Linked DNA regions of Rattus norvegicus: region 1 is linked to region 2. A link is a contact called in public Hi-C data. All regions are on one chromosome and are shown on one strand. Each heading gives the region's core, a stretch centred on a gene start, on an enhancer-like site or on the middle of the called end of the contact. The rest is flanking DNA. Distances are from core to core; before and after follow the strand shown. Region 1 overlaps Vim (vimentin). Region 2 overlaps Cubn (cubilin).

The links. A called contact is a pair of places that touch in the nucleus more often than the background predicts.
Region 1: a contact with region 2 is called in a Hi-C map of Schwann cells, with 6 times the contacts expected there. The contact joins two enhancer-like sites. A contact is called at or near these places in 3 of 12 Hi-C or Micro-C datasets (the Rat2 cell line, Schwann cells and frontal cortex) and 1 of 1 datasets of contacts at active chromatin or transcription factors (oligodendrocytes).

The regions. Positions count from the first base shown.
Region 1 is chr17:81,583,239-81,586,910 of GRCr8, forward strand. It overlaps Vim (vimentin), which reads left to right. Exons shown (of 9, transcript NM_031140.1): 6 at 1-56; 7 at 457-500; 8 at 1,315-1,400; 9 at 2,152-2,508. The coding sequence ends at 2,193. Among named protein-coding and RNA genes, the nearest start is that of Vim, 7.8 kb to the left of the region's middle. Within about 2 kb of position 2,028, at least 3 of the 93 cell types and tissues checked have an H3K27ac peak or open chromatin away from gene starts, as enhancers often do. A contact at or near this core is called in Schwann cells, where this site is marked.
Region 2 is chr17:81,302,923-81,306,417 of GRCr8, forward strand. All of the region lies in intron 60 of Cubn (cubilin), which reads right to left. Among named protein-coding and RNA genes, the nearest start is that of Rsu1, 19 kb to the left of the region's middle. Within about 2 kb of position 2,154, at least 3 of the 93 cell types and tissues checked have an H3K27ac peak or open chromatin away from gene starts, as enhancers often do. A contact at or near this core is called in Schwann cells, where this site is marked.

The DNA of each region.
Region 1 (3,672 bases), core at 778-3,277, 280 kb after region 2:
GCTCTTGACATTGAGATCGCCACCTACAGGAAGCTGCTGGAAGGGGAGGAGAGCAGGTATGGACAGCAAATGTGCGCATGCTCATTGATAACTCACAGTGGTCTTTCTAGATCCTGCTCCTTTAAGCCAGAGACCATATAGAGGAGGAGTTTAAGGTTAAAAAAGAATAACTTGCTGTGGTCAGAGCTAATTAATAGCAGAGTAGATTTGAATCCATAGCCATGCCAAAGTCAGTACTCCCCACTCTGTAATTCCTCTGGCTCATGTCGCTGTGTGGGAAAGAAAAAATGCTCTTGGTAATTTAAATGGACCGATGAGACCAACCTATGTAGGAGTTTCTTAAACAAGTCGTTAACAACGAGAGATTTTGTATTTGATGAAAACTCAAGAAGTATGAAAACTCGTTCCTTTTCCTTGAAGAGCTTTGTTCTCATTTTTGTGTGTTTCTTTTTATAGGATTTCTCTGCCTCTTCCAAACTTTTCTTCCCTGAACCTGAGAGGTAAGCACATTGTCTCATTTTATGGGGAAAAGAATGTCACAAGGCTGTCACCAGTCACTTTGCCTGTGGCACAGCATCCACGTTTGAGTATTTCTTGAACCATGCTTTTCCAAAGAAAATTCAATGAGACGTGATTTCTTTTTTATAAATATGTGTGTACACCCATTTTATTTTCTAAATATTTCTTTTTGGTTTTCGAGGTTATGATATCATTAAATCACTTCCCCCTTCCATTCTTCTTTCCAAACCTCCATGACCACCTCCTGACATATATCTGTCTTTTCAATTCACGGCTTCTTTTTGTTCAGTTGCTGTTACACGAACACACACACACACACACTTCTAGCTATATATTCTTACATACATGAATACAATGGTTCATTCTGTATCATATTGCGTGTATGTTTTCAGGCTTGACCATTTGGTACTGGACACATTTTCTTTTTTATTATAGTTTACGCAAGTGCTAGAGACCAAACTCAGGGCAGTCAGCCAAGCTAAACCCAGAAAGCCATACTCCCAGCCTGACACCCTAAGCCTCAAACTCAAGTGCACTCTTGCCTTCTATGCCCCATTAAGTGTAGACTCCAGTTTGCTCCCTGGTAATGGCACGCTCAGGGAACTGCTATCTCAGCTTGAATGAAGGAGGCCCTAGGTGCTGTGTATTCAAACAGACAGGGCATTGTAGGATTCTGTGTGAGTAGCACTTTGAATAGCTACAAAAGTAAAGTCATAGTGCTTTGGGTAAAATAGTTACTTTTTAAAATCTCTCTTATTTTCCTTACTTCCCCCGCCCCCTTTTTTTTTAATTCAGAAACTAACCTGGAGTCACTTCCTCTGGTTGACACCCACTCCAAAAGAACACTCCTGATTAAGACGGTTGAAACCAGAGACGGACAGGTTGGTAATTTTTGGATAAACTACGGGAATGTTTAAAAGAAGGAATGATGAGTAAATTATACAGCCGTTTTAAATATGTGTTGGTCCCCTGTAAGCCAGTGAGCAGGTGTATCAGATGTAGGCAGCGGAGTCCCCGTGCACACTGGAAGAATATCCTCCAATTCCACCCACGCAAGGACCTTGGAAAGGACAGTAATCTGTCTGCACTCCATAGTATGTTCATTGAATTGGGACTAAAACGCCCTTAAGGTACCTCCTACATGAGCTGCATTAAAGCATGTCACTTAATGACACCAGTTACATCAGGGATGGTTTGATATCAGACATAGGGTTCTCTCTCAGCAACCGTCACCTGTTTGCATAGTACAAGGACCCACATATGGTCAGTCAGGTTCTTGTTACCACTCCATGCCAGGCAGGGCATAGCTGAAGTTAATTGTAATTCCGAGAGCTCAGCCTCGCATGTGGATATAAAATGCATCTGCCACACCCCTTCATATGTCTTAGTTGCTTGTGGCCTTTGTGTTTCAGATTGCTAAGGCCAACTTCCTAGGCACAGTTTCACAGTGTTCTTTTGTACATCACAACCTCCCACTGGACACTTACATTGTCTGCAGGAAGAGGCTGCCCAGCCTAGGCATCTCGCCTAGGCAGATGAGTCAGCATAACGCCCCAGCCCACTCAACACTTCTGTCTGATTAGGGTCGCCTCTCCTTACCATGAGTTGATTTTTGTTTCTTTTTTTGGGCAGGTGATCAATGAGACTTCTCAGCACCACGATGACCTTGAATAAAAACTGCACAGGCTCAGTGCAACGGCGCAGTACCAGCAAGAAGGAAAAAAAAATCGTATCTTAGAAAAAAGAGCTTTCAAGTGCCTTTACTGCAGTTTTCAGGAGCGCAAGATAGATCTGGGATAGAAACGAGCTCAGCACATAACAACTGACACCCCCAAAAGGCGTAGAAAAGGTTTACAAAATAATCTAGTTTTACGAAGAAATCTTGTGCTAGAATACTTTTTAAAGTATTTTTGAATACCATTAAAACTGCTTTCTTTTTCCAGAAAATATCTGACCAACTTGTTACTGCTTCAATAAAACTTCAGAAATACTCTTTCGGTGTGTTATTTTACAATATCCGAACGACTCTCTTCAGTTCTGCTGGTTAATTTGCGGAAGTCATGTTTTAGGCTTTAAGTTATAAGTTTAATTTATTTATGCTTGCGACATAATTTTCAAGTTAGCCTTTGAAGAGGGAGATCACCTCTTTTTCGATGGTTTATTTTTTTAATTCGATATGGGTATATGACTTAGAGGCATGCTCACACACAGGCTGTGGGCTCAATCTTTAGTGGATGAATGCACAAGCGTGCACATGCTTATGTATACACATGTGCACGCCCACACAAAGTTGATATAAATACTGTATGGTATTGGGAAAGTGGCTAACTTGGTAAAATGCTGGTTTCAAAATTATGAGAAGCTGAGTTTGGGCTCCGGAAATCGACATTAAAAAGCAGAACATGATGGTGAGAATCTGAGTTTGAGCATGATGGTATGCTCCTGTAATTCCAACACTGGAGAGAGCAAAAACTCCATGATCCCTGGGACCTGTTGACTAGCTAGTTAAGACAATTTGTGAGCTCCAGGTTCAGTGAGAGACCGTTTCAAAGAAAAGTGGAATATAAGATCCTGGTCTCCGTCTACACATGTGCACATACAAACATGCGTATACACATACCTGAACACATATACCATAGACACATGGGGAGACAACCAGTACTCTATACTGTACTGTACTGCTAGTTTAGGGTGTTAAGTGGGCTTGATTCTTTAGTGTACTTTCTGCTTATTATGTTTTGATTACACGACGGACATATCAAGACGTAACTCCATTGCAAGAAGGACACCTGTATAGTAAGCTAATATGAGCAAAAATGTTGACAGATCTCTTGAAAATCAGTTAAGCTGGATTTGGGCCTAGGCAGGCCCACTTCAGTTCCTACAAATAAGCTTCCTACCAAGGAAGAAGATGCATTTTAGCATGTTACATATACACAGCAGAAACTCCAGAATGTGAGTTAGAATTTCACAAAATGGCTGAGATGCAAACTCATGTCTTTCTGTAACAAGATACAGATGAGGTGCTAGATGTGGGTGCACACATGCAATCCCAGCTTCTGGGAGGTGGAGGCAGGAGGACCAGGAGCTCAAATCTCTACCACATCCTGAGTCCAATTCTAGCCTCAACTACACGAGACACTGTTTTATAAA
Region 2 (3,495 bases), core at 904-3,403:
TGGAAGAAAAAGTAGTTTATAGTAGTTCATTATTAATAAAGGAATTGCTATTTTGCACTAACTTACCTATAAGGTCTATGGTGATAGACCATAGATGAAGGATCTATATGTGAGTGTTCTTGCATGCGGTCTTAACTTAGATTAAGAGTGCTACAATGACTTTCAGCAAAAAGCCAACATGATGCCCAACATATATTTTTCTCTTAGGAAAAGTAATAAATAATTCAAACAAACAACAACAACAATAACAACAACAACAAAACCCCAGGGCCATCAAACACATTGCTAATACCTCTGCTGCCTGAATTATCATCAGGGCCTCTTTCTGAAGCTTCCTGGTGAGGCTCGAACAGGCTGCTGCTAAAATGAAGTCAGACCAGGAGCTGCCTAACTGCTTCTTACCCTCTTACTATAAAGGTTACACCCATGGCCAACAGCTGTCCAGGCCTAATGGAATGGCTTCTCCTCCCGCCTCAGACCTCACATGGGTCTCCTTTCTGGGTGTCTCTGCTTGTCTGAGATTCTTGAGCATCCCCGGCTCAGTCTAGCTCCACAGCTATCGCATCTGCCTTCCTTTGCCCAGAGGACTCTTGCTGGCACGGACAGAGTCTGTTCAGGTCTCATGTCCTCTATGATCCATCAGGAATGCCTTCCGTAAAGTAAACACTGCCCTCATTCCCAGACTCCTTTCCTCAGGCCAAGCATTACTGTCAAAGAGTTATATATTTAAGGTGCTAATTCTGTGATCCTCCCTTCTAAAATGGACACCGAATTCCAGAGAAGCACAGAATTTATTCTGTTCCATTCTATGACTTAAGAGTGTGTAACGCATGAAGAATGCTTACTCGATAGCCAGTAAGTGCTTTGACCTCACTTGCTACCTACCTGCCTTGCTTTGTTCTCTGTTCTTGTACCACAGTACCATAGGCCAGGTCATTTATAAACAAATACATTAATTGGTGACAGTTCTGAGGATTGAGAAGTCTTGGGAATTCCAGGGCGGCCTCTGTTGAGGGCCTTCTTACCTCCTGACATGTGAGCACCCTAAGAAGGGGCCAAGCCAGCTCTGCAATTGCTTCCTCTCCTGGGTGATGCTATTCACCCCATGCTAGGAACCCCACTCTCACAACTTCATCTAATCCCATTTATACCTCAAAGGCCCCCATACCATTAGCATATGGATTTAAGGTTTACATTTCTACCGAAGGTACTGGAGTGATAGGCACAAACCATAGCCCCACCCTCCCCTAAAATATTCTCAAGTCTTCTCTAAACAAACAGCTGAAGTCTAAACTTAAGTCACACTTACGTCTCTGGTTCCCATGACAACCGTACCCACTTCCCTCCACCTCCTAAATGTACTGTAGCAATGTATTGTGACCCTTCAGAACATGGCTCCCAGATGAATCGCATGGAGCACTCACGGAATTCTCCACCATGCTGCCTAGGTGTTTGCTGACCTAGACTATGCTCCTGTTCTTCCTGCGATTCCTACAAAACCAACCTTGTACCCAATGCAGAAGCCTGCCTCTTTGCCAGTGTCTGCAAGCCCCGGTCCATGCTGTTCCTCCTCTCCCATCCCGCCCCTCGCTGCCTCCGGCAGACGTGGTCTTTCTTGAAGGACTGATAACCCCTAGTCATGGAGCTTCAACTCAAATGTCACCTCCTCAGAGAGGTCACACAGTGGGAACCTCCTCCGGCACCATCTTGTTTTATTTTACTGTGGTCAAACTATGTCTACTTAGTGATCGTTTGCTTTTATTGGGCTCTCCCTCTGCACAAGTGTGAGCTCCACAGGAGGCGTGGAGTTATGCTCTAGAACCACAGATGGCTTTCTTTATCCAAAGAAATAGTGAAGGTTTGGGTGTCCCTCAAACACCTTACTAAAAAAAAAAAACAAAGTACTTTTCATTTTTCTTTCTAGGTTGTTAATTTTAATCGTACTTTAATAACCACTTTCCATATTTCTGTAGCTACGAATGTGAGCCCATAAGAGCTCATTAGACCTCATTAGATCAGAGATCTCAATTTCGAAATTAAAAATTAAACAAACTGACCACTAGATGGTACTGTCTCTCTTATGTGAACCTAATTTCAATTCAAGGAGCAAGGAAAAGTGGAGTTCTGTTGTGGAATACCCTCAATTTACAGAAAAGAGTTACCATGTTTAAGACAGTGTACTTTTTCTCCTGGCAAGTGAGGTTTCGTTACAACCACCGTGGTCTTCACAGTTACCACAACTGGATCATGTACCTGGCTGGTGTTGGGTATTGTGCATATGGGGAGTCCTAAAAGCAGTTTCTGCACCTTCAAGATGCTCTTGAAATAGTGAGAAGGAAGGGCCAAATGTAAGTGTGTGTGCGAGTCTGTGTGTGTATCTCTATTTACAAGCACATCTACAAATACACATGGAAAAATACAAAAAAAGGAAACAGAGAAAAGAAAAAGTAATTATGCCAAATGAGATAAGGGAAATTTATACTGTAAGAGAATGAAGTGTGCTGGGTATGAGTCCGGAAAGAACACCTATTTCATGACAAGGAGCTTGCGTCTTACTCTACAAGACCAGATGCGTGTTTTAAATGGAGACTGGTGGATGTGAGGGGCAGCACAAGGAGAAGCCAGGGCTGGGTAGAAGGTGGCCCTGTGCAAACACTGCAGTCATCCAACCACGTTAAAGTAGGAGCTCTCGTAACTGACTGGAAATATATTTACAACTAGCATGGCTCCTAGCCTCCCGTAGGATCAAACCTGAAATTCTCCCTATCTCTGTTCTGTTCCTTGACAATACCAAATGTCTACTGTGGCCAGATCCTGCACAACACTGGGGCAGGGACTGCACGTCTATGATGCCCTGAACATTAACTCAGGCAAACCTTGCCTTCTAGAATCCTTTGTTTCTTGGTGTCACTGTGACAAAATGCCTACAGTAGTCAACTTAAGTTACACTTTGTCTCTAGGTCTCAGTCCACACACAACTCATCTCTACAGTAGCATGGTTACAGAACTCTCTTGTCCTGGGCCTGTGCAAAGGTCAGGATAGAAGGACACAATGGGGTGGATGTGCACACTTCACAGAAGCGGTGATGCAGAAAGAGAAAGGTGATTGGGACTCAAGTATCTTTCAAAGAGCAGTGACCTATCTTCTTAACTGCCCCCATGCTGACAACCATGTCTTCTTAACTGCTGGGCTGTGGTAGGACATGCAAGACTCAAAGTATGACAGTGATAATTATTTACTCTTTATGCATTTTTAGTGTTTGAGACAATATCTATAATAGGGTAGGCTGAAATTCACACTTATTTAATGAATAACTAAGTACATGAGTGCTTAATGGTAGTGCTGTCTCCTAACTCATGCACCTAAGGCCTGCTGATGCTGTCCCTGAAGATGCAGATGCGCACGCCCTTCCCCAGTGACTGATTCTGTACAGAAGGGGTAGCCCAGTGAGTTATCACAGGGGGTCCCAGAAAGCTCACATAAGCCTTTTGCTC